Linked DNA regions of Mus musculus: region 1 is linked to region 2. Evidence: chromatin contacts called from public Hi-C data. All regions are on one chromosome and are shown on one strand. Each heading gives the region's core, a stretch centred on a gene start, on an enhancer-like site or on the middle of the called end of the contact. The rest is flanking DNA. Distances are from core to core; before and after follow the strand shown. Region 1 holds the start of Wnt16 (wingless-type MMTV integration site family, member 16). Region 2 holds the start of Cped1 (cadherin-like and PC-esterase domain containing 1).

Region 1 (5,655 bases), core at 2,224-4,723, 300 kb before region 2:
AGTGGTTGTAGTTTCCCTAAGAACACTTATTGGAGAAAAATATAAACCTGACAACATATTAACACATTTAAGAATTGTTGTCTACTAAACAGTAGATTTAAAACAATAATCAAAATTCATATGAGGGGATAACACATGATTCGGCCCAATAAATGATAGATACAAATCTCATTCTGGAAATGCCAGAAATCAGTCTATCTCACAACCAATAAAACAACAGGAGCGTGTATATCTTTTATTTAATAATGTTTTGATATACAAAGTGCACCAACATTAATACACGCTGCTGCGGAATTCAACTCGTATTAGTGGTGTTTGTCTAAATGAAACCAACATAGTCCATGCACACTCAGGAAGGAACAGCTGCCTATTTTATTTCTTATAAACTGTCAGCGTTTGACTCTTAAATCATTGGCATTGATTCACCCGGAAGCATTAATCTCAGTATTATTTACCCAGTGACACTAACGTTTTATTCAATTTCCCAATACATACCTGCCGCCCCGCTTCGTTGTTGTGTAGATTCATGGCTAGCAGGACTCTGCTTTCTTTTCCTGTGGTGTTTCTGATGGGAAGATCTAGAAACTTTCTGCTGAACCACATGCCGTACTGGACATCATCCGAGCATCCTCCCCAGTGCCAGCCTTCACTTGGTGAGCCACCATTCTGCAAGGTGGTGTCACAGGAACATTCGGTCATGTTGCCTGCACTGCATGACCTGGTGACAGAGTGCACCAGGCCCGCTGCCATGATGGCATAAATGAATGCTGTCTCCTTGGTGCCTAGGAAGAAAACATTGATAAATGACAGAGCCGGCACTTTCTGTCGATATTCAGCCCTAACCTAAACCTCTCACTTGTTGTCTTAGGAGGCAATCGATTTTTTCAAGCGTTTACAGAGAATGCTATAATGTGTGAATATTTGGAAAGGAAATCTACTATCCTAGACTTTTTTCTTTTTTCTTTTTTTCTTTTTAAAAAGCAGCATTATTGTTCTGTATTCCACATAGGGATGACACATGTCATATTGTCACCCACTCTCCTCATATATTACAATTCATGTTTTTAAAAAATGTGTAACCTTCACGAGTACCTGCCTTAGTGGTTCATAGCCAGAAGTAGCTTATTAGTACATGTTGAATGTAAATCCTTTATATGGACAATGTAAATGGGCAATTAAAAAGGAAACAGATTCCGTATCTTTTTTTTTTTTTTTTGAGTATGCTGCTTTCACAAAATACAATCAGAAAATTTTGGTGTGACCTTTCTTTAAATAGATACTATGCAAACTAAAATTAGCAAAAATCAAGACAACTGGTAGATACATATTCGTTTTCTTTCACATCAAAGATAAGGTTTTAAAGGGGGAGAATATGATGAATAACAATCACTGGTATTGAGTTGTAAACATTTTACACAGTGCAGTGCAGCTGGCTTTATGGTCATATAACTAATGAGAACAAGATCATTGAAAACTTGTAAAAATGCATTGTTGTGGAAAAGTATACTATTTTGAAACAGTTGCACTTTGTACTCCATCAGTAAAGTTGGAGTTAAAATCTTTGAAATCAAATTTCCATTAAGACATTCATAAAACAGACTCGGAAGGACTCAGCAGGCAACTTTTTTCTTTCCAGATGTTTAGATTGGAATAGAAACTGCTTCACGCCGGTTGTCCAATAAACCTTTTCGGTAACGAATGCTTCTGCATCTCAGCAACTGTTTAGGACACATTCTCTCTCTTTCTTACTTTTTCTTTCTCCTCCTGGTTCTTAGCCCTTACCCCACCCCCACCCCCAGGCCAGGGATCCTTCAGCATCACTTGCCAGACAAAACTCAGAGCTGGGACGCACAGCTCTGTGGAGGCGCGTGCAGAAACTGACTGGAGAAGGGTCAAAGTGCAGTACGAACGGAAATGAACTTTAAAAAAACGACAGCGCATCTTTCAGTGCCTCAGGCCTAAAACTCCTACTTTGCTAATATCTCAGGAAGCATCCTAGCACCACTAGCCCCGCTAAGTCACCACGTCTGTAGGAAGAACTTTTTCTTTTTCCACCGCACTTTCCCCGTACCGCAGAGAGAGCTCCCGCCCGGTCAAGGAGAGATGGAAGAAACAGAAAAGTGGGGGACACAGAAGTCGCGCTCAGGTGACAGTCCCTTAAAAAAAAAATCACCATCGTGCACTAAACCTGGTGTTCCCAGGAGTCAGTAAAACGTGCGGCTGTGCTTCAATTGCCACTTGTCCGCAGCTCTGGGCGCCACAGAGCTGCTTAAATCAAAGCAGATGCGGCTGCATCATTCTCGGCTGTAGACCTCATGTTTGTCCAGCTGGTCACCCACGGAGCGGGGCGCCATGGGGTCCTTGGGGTCGACGGGATAGGAACTCAGTTTTTCTGAAACTTTGGCAGGGGCCAGGGGAAGCAAGGAGAATTTCAGCCCTTCTAAGAGTCCTTCTGTAGATCTCGGACGTCCCTCCCCAGGGCCGCACCTGCACACTGGGGGCTGGCCCTTGTTGCCCCAGTTTTCCCCCACCCCCACCTCGCACCAAATGTTCCATATTGAAGACCTTGCCAGCACCGAATTGTGCAGGCGCTATACACTCTATCGAAGGAACGCGCAGAAAAGCTGTCGCCTTGTATGTCCTACCATCCCCGAGGGTCCTGGTGACTCACCGCTACTCAGCTCATAGCCAAAGAGGGGGGCTGTGGCGAGCTGGGTGGAAGTGGTAGTGGCGACCATACAGTTCCACCTCTCGTGTCGGAACTGGCTTCTGCACTCCTGAATGCCCAGCCTGGCGCCCTCGCGGATGCTAGGCAGCAGGTACGGTTTCCTCTTGCACAGCTCCTTCTGGCGGCTGTTCAGCGGCAAGTCGGCGCAGCCCAGCTTCTCCGGTACCCCGAAAGAGGCGATGCCCAACCACCTGTAAGACGCGGCACCCCTGAGGTAAGCCTCTCCCCTTTCCCTCCCCCACCCCAAAAGCATTAGGTCAGCGTTCCTAGGGTCTCCACCCCTTCTCTCCCAGCCTCAAGTTGAAAGCCCACTAGTTGGGTCATTCCTTTGACCAGCCACCCTATATGCCTCCACAGAGCCCATACTCACATCCAGTTGCCCTGGGTTCCGCAGGGGAGCAGCGACAGCACGGCTGCCCACAGCGCACACAAGCTGGGCAGGGCCAGGAGCGCCGCTCTGTCCATGGCCCACGCATGGAGACCCCCAGCCCCAGCCACTCCTCCTCTGTCTCCTCTCTCCAGAGGCCCGCAGGGCCTGGGGTCAGTTTCTTAGCACCCAGTTGTTCCTTGCTCTCTTTCCCCTGGAAGGTAACATTAAACAGGGCAGCAAGGACAGAGACTATCAGCAGTCCCCTAGGCAAGATAAGGCGGAGAAAGTAGCCTAAGGTCCTCTGGCGCAGAGGTGAGGATGAGCTGGAGATGCGGGAGCTTCCCTCACTTTCCAAGGTGAGAAACTTCTGCTGATGTCTCTGTGTCTCCATCGCCCCAGGCTTCTCCTCGCATCTCCTCCCCCCCTGACCGCGCCTGGAGTCTGATTGGCTCAGCAGCAACCCTGTACCTCACCATCTGGAAACTTCAGTGTCTCATTGGCTAACAGTGGGCTCTGCGGGGGGCGCTCCTGGGCTGAGCCTCCGTGACTGTCTAACTAGACCTGGGAGTGTCACGACCTTTCCTCCTCTCACAATGTCCTTAGAGGAGGTCACTGCGAGACTGAGTCAAGCGGAGAGCAAAGAAACGATGAGCACTTCTTAGCATCCTTGAGAGAAAATCTAGCCACATCTAGATTTACCCTTTGAGTAAAAAGGGTAAAGGTGTGGGGGGGCCCGAAGGGAGGGGGGCGGAGCACTCTGCTCTTCTTTCTTGTATTTCTCACTGGTGAATTATCTTTATAAGGTCAGAATTGATACCACAAAAAGCTGATCTTTCCACCCTTGGAAGCGGAGAGGATAGGCGAGAAGGGTTCTTTTCGTGTCATTGTATACACATTTATTTCCAGCTTTCCATCAAATTTCCCCGTATTTTACTTAGGTTCTGTGATGGCTTTTCTCATTTGTCTTATTTCTGTAGCTTTTGGGAGCACAGGCTTTTCTAAGGGGGAAAATGGCAGGCAGACAAATGGGTGAGAGCTGACTAGAGCATTCCAAATAGATGAACGCTGTCCCTACCCTCTTCTGACCCACACTGACCCCACCCCCCACCCAAGGATACCTTCCACAGGGCTACCGAGTGGAAACAACGACAACAGAAATCCTGCACCCACACCAACTGCATGCCCAGACCTATGGAAGTTTGTGGAAATAAGACCCCTTTCCACCAGTGTAAAACCCAGCCAGGCAGACAAATCTAAGGCCAGATGAATTCTGATCATCAGTAACAGAGATTATAGGTAAATGGAATTGGCAGCTTAGGCTTTCACCAAATGTACTTTAGAAGCAGGAAGGGTTCTGAGAAGCAGTCAGAGTTTTGTCTTCAAGAACCCTTTGAAGGTGCCAGGAATATGCTTTGTTGTGGTATCAGAGAGCCCCGCCTCCTCTACTTACAGGCACAGGGTTTTCACCTGCTCCCAAGAGGACATCTGGAATGTTAGTAAACTCTCCAGGTGCTATCATCTCGGTGGGTGACCACACTTAGCCTCAGCGCTGAAAGGCTTGGACAGCTTTTGCTTGCTTTTAATACTCAGCCTCACTTAAGGTCAATCAAAGCTCACTCACACACCCATCCTGTCCCATTCACTCCTTTATCCAGCAAGCACTGCGCGCACACTACGTACCAGGTCCTAAAACCACACTGTAATTTTTAGAAAGTCAAGTTGATGATAGGGTATGGTTACTGATCCAGAAATATTTTGGCTAATAGCTAGTGGCCTCTCTGAAAGTCGGAGCCTTTATCCAAGCCCACTTTATCCTCTAAGCCTCTCCAAGAAGGGACCAGAGTACACCCATAGCTGTTCCACGGCCATTGGTCCCGGAGAAGCAGATAGTCTTTTGAAGCGCAGCTCACAGAGTGGATTAACATGATGAGGAACATCCCGAACAGATGCCTAAGTGGCCTAAAGGCTGAAAATAGAGACATTTCTTCCTTGTAAGGGAAACTGGAGAGGGTGCAATCTTGGGTTTGGGTAGAGGGTGTGGAGAACATCAATTGCTTAAGCTGATTTTTAAAGGCCAACTGTGTTTGATTTTTTTTTTTAATTCAGAAATATATATTGAGACTGCTTTGGGTTAAAATGTGAGACTGGCACTGAACCACACAGCTGTAGAGATCATAATTTACTTGACAAAACAGACAAGTAAACTCACAATTACATTCTGATACAGTCAGTGTGGGAAGTAAAGTGTGCCGTGAACACACAGCGAGGATAATCCAGAGTTGTGGGCCAAATGGACGAGCCTGCTGAATCCTGCCTTCATGTTTCCTCTAGGGATCCAGTGCTGCACAGGCATTCTGCTAAAGCCTTGGGAGAGACATCAGAACATGCCATTTAGGGAATCAGCCCACCAGCACAACATTTTCAGGTCCAAGACAGTCCTATAGTGTCTCTTTCATGTGGTCTAGGGCTTTTATAACAAAGTAGACGTGTCCATTAGTTCACCCAGCTGGAGGGGTACACTTGACATTCAGTGAGCAGACAGGTGAGTGCCAGGCTC
Region 2 (6,410 bases), core at 762-3,261:
CCTTTATTTTGTATGAAACTGTGTAATATAGCTCAGGCTGGACTTGGGCTTACAATGTAGTTAGCCAGGCTGGCCTTGAACCCCTGGCCCCCTTCTCTGCCTTTCTAGTGCAGGATTATAGGTAGTCCACCACACCAAGCATAAATGCACACTTTAAAAAGAAAAAGCCTCACTACTTGACACAGGCAGGCCCAGAACTCTTCATGTGAAGCAGGCTGGACTGAAGCGTGACATAATTTTACTGCCTCCGCCTCCTGAGTGCTTAGAGTCTAGGTATGGACCCAATACTGGACCAGTGTTCTCCTAATTCTATGAACAATTAAACCCCATGTCAAGTATTTTTAAGAAGCATATGATACTATATTCTTTTAAATTCTTCCGAAATAATTAGTTTGGAAACATAGTCACCAACTCAGAATCAACTTAGCAGGTCTTGACATGGAACTCTGGAGGAATCCTTGAATTTGGGAGTCTTATCATTCATTCTCTTGGATTTAAGAAAGAGATACGGACTTTTTTCTTTCTTTCTTTCTTTCTTTCTTTCTTTCTTTCTTTCTTTCAGATTTTAAAACTGACTTTTGTTTCTGATGTGTAAATCCTCAGCTCTCGTAGACTTCTAACATCTTAAAAGCGATTTTCCCTCACTGCAATGAAGGTAGCCTCTAAAGGATAAAGGGCAGAACTCTTTAAGTAGGTTTAGGAAGTTTGGCAGCTTATGTAATACCTCTCCCAGTCACCGGGTCACTCCGCACTGTTTTCACTCTGGCTCCCATTCGGACCACATGGAAGTTAATTTTAGTTTTGCAGAAAGGAGAGAGAGGCCGACCACAGACGCCCAGGATAAACTCAACTCAGACTTACCTTCCTGGTTTCCTGGGTACTCGCAGAGAGAAGGAAGCATTGTTTGTCCTGCCGGTATCCTTCTTCACATCTGCTAGCCTGAGTTTGAGAGGGTGTGTGTGGGACAGTGCCAGAGACGTCCGCTGCAATCTTCTTAGTCCCTCGGAGTGTCAGGGTCTGGTAAAAGAGACAGATCGCCACCACCAAACCCACCAGGAAAGGTCGGGGGCAAAATCGCCGGCGACAAAGGAACCCGGGTCGACAGACCATGACCAGTCCAGGATCACTTGGCCCCTGGCCACGTTGTCAGTGTGAAAAAAACACACATCTGTCTTCTTTTTACACAATTCCAATCAAGTTCGCCCCATCTCCGCTTGAAAACTTTCCGAAGGTTCATGCCAAAGATTCATAGGACCCAGCGGTCAGAGGTGGTTAATAGCCCTTAAATGAAGGACAGTAAGAAGTGACTGGCCAGATTTTTTTTTAAGATGTCAAAATAAAGATAGTTATAAGAAATCATCCGAATGCATCCCCAGCTACCAAGAGTTCCTTCCGGTAATGCCTTACTTCCACAACATTCTTAAAGTCAGGAGTTCAGCTTGTCTCCTCTTTTGGGGCAAAAAGAAAGCACCGTAAAGCGGGTCTGGAGGCAGAAACCAGCCGAAGACGCAGTCGATTTAACGCGAAGTGCCTGTTGCACAGCTGGGCGCCGGCCAGGTTGTCCTAGCAGTTTCTCATTTTCCCTCCGGTTTTAAAGCCATCCCGCTCCCAGCCTTTTATGTTGTAGAACTGCTGCTTCCTTTCGTTCAGTTTTAAATTGCCACTTTGCTGCTAGCATTCACGGCTTTTAACATAAAAAAGGGGGATAGCAGTTTGGCTGTATGTGGTTACTGTCAGGGCTTTGCTTGCGTTTGGTCTCATTCCGTTTCAAGTTCAAAGTTCTGTGTACTTACTCAGTTTTCATCCTTTTAGCCAGATTTTTTTTTTTTCATGATCCCCTAATGGATTGCTGATCAAAATCACTTGGAAGGAAACACCCAGGCGTAGGACTCCGCTTCATCTCACTCTCACGCACGGACAGACACGCGCAGACTCGCGGAGACACGCGCGTGCCAGCTGCACACAGGGCCGAGAGCCGGAGGACCTGGGCCATCGCTGCCACCCAGGCCGAGCGGGGCGGAGCTAAACTAAGGCTTTTTCTGGCCTTGGGGGCTGTCCGAGCCGCGTTATAAGTTTCTGCCCCAGCAAAGGGTAGGCTACTAATGTGCATGGGAACAGCAGTTGGCACCCATATCCCAACTTGGAACGTGGCTACCTATCCAGACCCGCAGAATTAGAAATATACTTGATCTCTGATCCTCTGTGTCACTGCGTTTTCCTAATACAGAATAACAAATGGCTTCTAGTCAATAGATGCTAAAGGTCGAGGAAGAGATGAAGGCCGACTCTGAGCTAACCGGGAGGCTTATCACTCCAGGGAATTGTGGTCTCGCCTAAGAGGACAAGAGAGTCATCCGGACAGTCTGGACCACTGAAGAGGAAACATTCCGTGTAACTAAAAGTCCCCTCTCCATTCCAACAGAGTCCTTCCGCCGTTATTACCGCTCTGTGGTTCTCCGAGGCAAATAGTCTGATGCCTAGCTCTTCAAATGAACTGACTGTAGTAGGTATTGAAGTTCTAACTTTTGCCCAGGAGAAAGGAGTACCCAGCAGGCTTTTTAATTCCATACCAACCCTCTCACGGGCATCACTTTTGGCTCAGCAGGATGAGGGACCACCGAAGAGAACCTCCAGGTTCTTGCTTTGGCAGCTCTAGGAACGACTAGTTTAAGCTCACGGGGACATTCTTCAAATACCTAGATGGTTTCTATACTTTAGGTCTAACCAAACTTCTTATAGGCAGATGTTCTCCCTTGAGGCCACACCCCTAGAGTAAACCCATTCCAGACTCAGAGATTACACTCTAATATTTTGTGAGAAAGAGCGCCCCCTAGAGGTTCACAGCTACAAAAGATTCAGAAAATGGACATCTCTTGCTAGTAAGAAACTTGAGTCAGCTTGGGATAGATGAGCAGAGAGAGAGGAGGGGGAGGGAGAGGGAGAGACACAGACACAGAGAGAGACAGAGACAGACACAGAGAGAGACAGACACAGAGAGAGACAGAGACAGAGACACAGACAGAGAGACAGAGAAGGAAAAGGAGGAAGAAGAGAAGAGGGACAAAAAAGAAAAGAAAAAAAAACAAAAGAAAAAATAAAAAAGAAAAGAACAGAATAAAAAAACAAAAAAAGAAGAAGAGAAGAGAAAAGGAAAGTTTGCACCTTAAAAACAAATTAATTAGGTCAATATAGAATAAACAATAACTTACCTCAGTCTATTTACATATAGTCTATAAAATGTTTTACTACTATTTAATATATAAATTCAGTCTTCAATACCATGACAAATAAGGGAATGGGAGAAAATTAACCTGGTTTTCACATATAGACATTGAAAGAGCATCACTGCTGCATGCCACAGGTTTTGTGTGGATGTAATATATTTTGAAGGCCAATAGGAATTACTAGACCTCTAAACTGGAATGGTTTCTATGTTAATAAGACCCAGAGTATGGTAAAGCTGTTTACTGGGTGTTATGAGCAGTATAGGTAGTTGTTAATTATTAACCCTAGAATTATGAAAAAAAAATCAAGTTTTGAGGAAGGAAGAATCCTTTTTTTGGAGGGAGGAATTATTAAGTCACTGAGTCAGATTACAGAAGAGTAAATTGGATGCTAACTAGAATTGCCTTTAGGTTGGGAGAAGGGAAACGCAACAGAAGAGAAAAAGTTTACACAACATTGTAGCTTTCTTTTGGCTAAGAGGAAACTAGAAAGGATTCTGATAAGTTGAAGAACTCAATTCCCTATCTTGACTACAGAGTCCAAGGGAGCAGAAGACAGTAGTAATAATATTAGAAATAGTTATAGTATTAGAAAAAGAAGGGGTTAATTAGAAGAAGAACGTGGCAAAGGAAGCACAGCTCCCGGTGGACTGAGACTCCTGGGACCACATCAGATGTTAGAGTCAATCCACTACGGACATAGATCATCACACTCACCACCTCTTACAAGCTGTCCTGAAATAAATGCTTTGGAATATGAAATCTAAGTCCATCATTTGTGAGATCAGAGTCCCCCCTCCGAGTACTGATGGCCCAGGTGAGATGGTCCATGGAAGGCACCTAAGCATCCTGAACAGCTGGCAGGTGGATGAGAGCGGATGCACATCTGTTAGGTGCTAGATCCTCAGGCTCAGTCCGAGCAGAGCTTAGAATGTGGTGAGGTGTCGGACTCGTGAGCAGATCATGGAAATGGTGAGCCACGGGGAACACAAAAGAAGCAGATACAAACTCTGTCCCTAATTGTTCTCTTTCCATTATTCTTTGTGATGAAGGGGAACAGACGGTTTGAGAGGATGGCTTTAGTCATGCCTGACGATCAAATATTGTGTTCTCAAAGTCACAGTTTTGATGGCTAGATAAAGATAGAGATATTGGACATATTAACGCAGCACCCTGCAATGTTTCTATACATGCATGTAGCATGTTATTTACAAGTCAGCCTAAACATATATAATGACTCAATGCTTATCATTTCTTTGGGGTAAAAACATTAAGAATTTTGCCTTTAGGTTCCTCACAAATGGGATCATATGGGCTTTACTTTTTATACTCGTCCTTTCCCACCTAGCATAATGATCTCCAATTCTACCCACATTGTTGGAAATAACAGGATCTCATTCTCTTCTTTTATTGGAATAAAATGATGTAAGCATAGCTCATTGTCTTCACTCACCAGCTGAAGAACACAGTAGTCATTTCTATCCTTGGCTGTTTTAACTAATGCTGTGAACAAGAGTGCGGATGTCCTTTAAACACATTGTCTTGTATCCTTGATTCTGTGCCCAGCAATGGCACTGAGTGACTGATAGTAGTTCTATTTTCAAAGTTTTGACACATCTGCAGCCCTTTTCCCCACTAGCTGTAGTAACTTACATGGTCACCAACACTCCACATTCTTACCGTTCTTGCCATTTTGGCCTTGTACCATGACCATCCTAAATGGGGTGAGGTGGCATCTTGCTATGGTTTTGATTTGTGTCTTCCTGGCATTAGAGAAGCTGATCACTCTTCTAGATGCTAACAAGTGATTTGACCTCTTCTTTTGACAAATGTCTAAATGCAACCATTTTTTTCCCAATGGAATTGTTTTGTTTTTTGCCATTGAGTTCTTTGTCTTCTTTCTATATGAGTTATATTTGAGTGGGAGGCTAGGCAGAGTTAGATTGGAGTCTATACAGGAAACAATAAAGACAGAGACCATATTGGCTCAGTGGTGGGAGTGGGAGGGCATATCTGTAGTACAATTGTGAACCTGGGGTTTTGGCATTGTTTCAAACCAGATGCTTTTGTGATCTAGTTCATAAAGTAACCTTTACACACACACACACACACACACACACACACACACACACACACTTCTTTAAAAGTAGGCATTTAGCAGCATTGTGAGGAGAGAGTGGCAAACATGTACTCTAATATCAATGTTGTACAACATAGAACAATCTTCCACAAAACAAAAACCTTCAGTGTTCTTTCCAACATATAAAATATGATCTTTTTATGACACATATAGCTACTTTTGGTTTTGGTATGCACTTGAGGTACTTGAGTTTGACTCAAATATTCAATGAAGGCTTATTGTTTGGGAATCAAACTCAGAGCCTTGGACATAGTAGGTAAGCATTCTACCACACACCTACCCACAATCCTTGGGTTTTGTTTGTTTTTTGTTTTCTGTTTGGTTGGTTTTGGGGACAAGGCCTCACTATGTGGCCCATGGAGACCAAGAGCTCGCTATGGACCTCTTATTTCAGTTTTCCAATTGCCCAGCTTATGAAAACTGCATTTTAAGGTATTGATTTTTAAAACCATGTGCAGATAAAAATATGTGTAAAAAGATTTCAGTGCTGGACCAGGGATTCTCTGAATTTCAACTTCATCATAAACCAGGGGCACCACGATCAATAGATGGCCTCAAAGGTCACCTGGTGATCCAAAAGTTTTGTTTCTGTAACACCTTTCAATAGGAACAACCTCTCTGATGCAGTCTTCCGAGCCCTGCTGGCTTATGTCAGGGAATAGCTTTTCTCTACAAGAAGGTCCTTGATTGTGATAGTGTAAAATCTGGTTGCAACTACTCACGGTGGTGTCCCACGTCAAATCTTGGGAATGCTGTTAGCAGTAAGTGGTCCGATAAAAATCAGACTGCCTTCTCAGCTCTTATCATTTCTTATGCTGTGCTCTGTCTTGAATTTTCCCAATAAACTCTAAATACGAGTTGGTAGTTTTAAATCATGAGTCATGTATTAATTAAATCTGTTCAAAGGTATCCTAGACACTATGGAAAACAGAAGACATGTGACAGATACTATAAATGACTAGGGTATGACACACCGATAAAACTGGTCCAAGCAGGATGACTTATCAGCTTCAAAATCTTAGTGGTCTAATGTAGTAAAGCTCACA

Evidence for each region. A called contact is a pair of places that touch in the nucleus more often than the background predicts.
Region 1: a contact with region 2 is called in a Hi-C map of uterus. The contact joins the promoter of Wnt16 here to the promoter of Cped1 in region 2. A contact is called at or near these places in 7 of 484 Hi-C or Micro-C datasets (adipose-derived mesenchymal stem cells, cardiomyocytes, embryonic stem cells and 2 more) and 1 of 115 datasets of contacts at active chromatin or transcription factors (pancreatic cancer cells).

Annotation. Positions count from the first base shown.
Region 1 is chr6:22,286,045-22,291,699 of GRCm38.p6, reverse strand. It overlaps Wnt16 (wingless-type MMTV integration site family, member 16), which reads right to left and starts at 3,473. Exons shown (of 4, transcript NM_053116.4): 1 at 3,099-3,473; 2 at 2,672-2,919; 3 at 496-782. The coding sequence starts at 3,193.
Region 2 is chr6:21,981,511-21,987,920 of GRCm38.p6, reverse strand. Cped1 (cadherin-like and PC-esterase domain containing 1) reads right to left here and starts at 2,011. Exons shown (of 22, transcript NM_001081351.1): 1 at 862-2,011. The coding sequence starts at 1,110.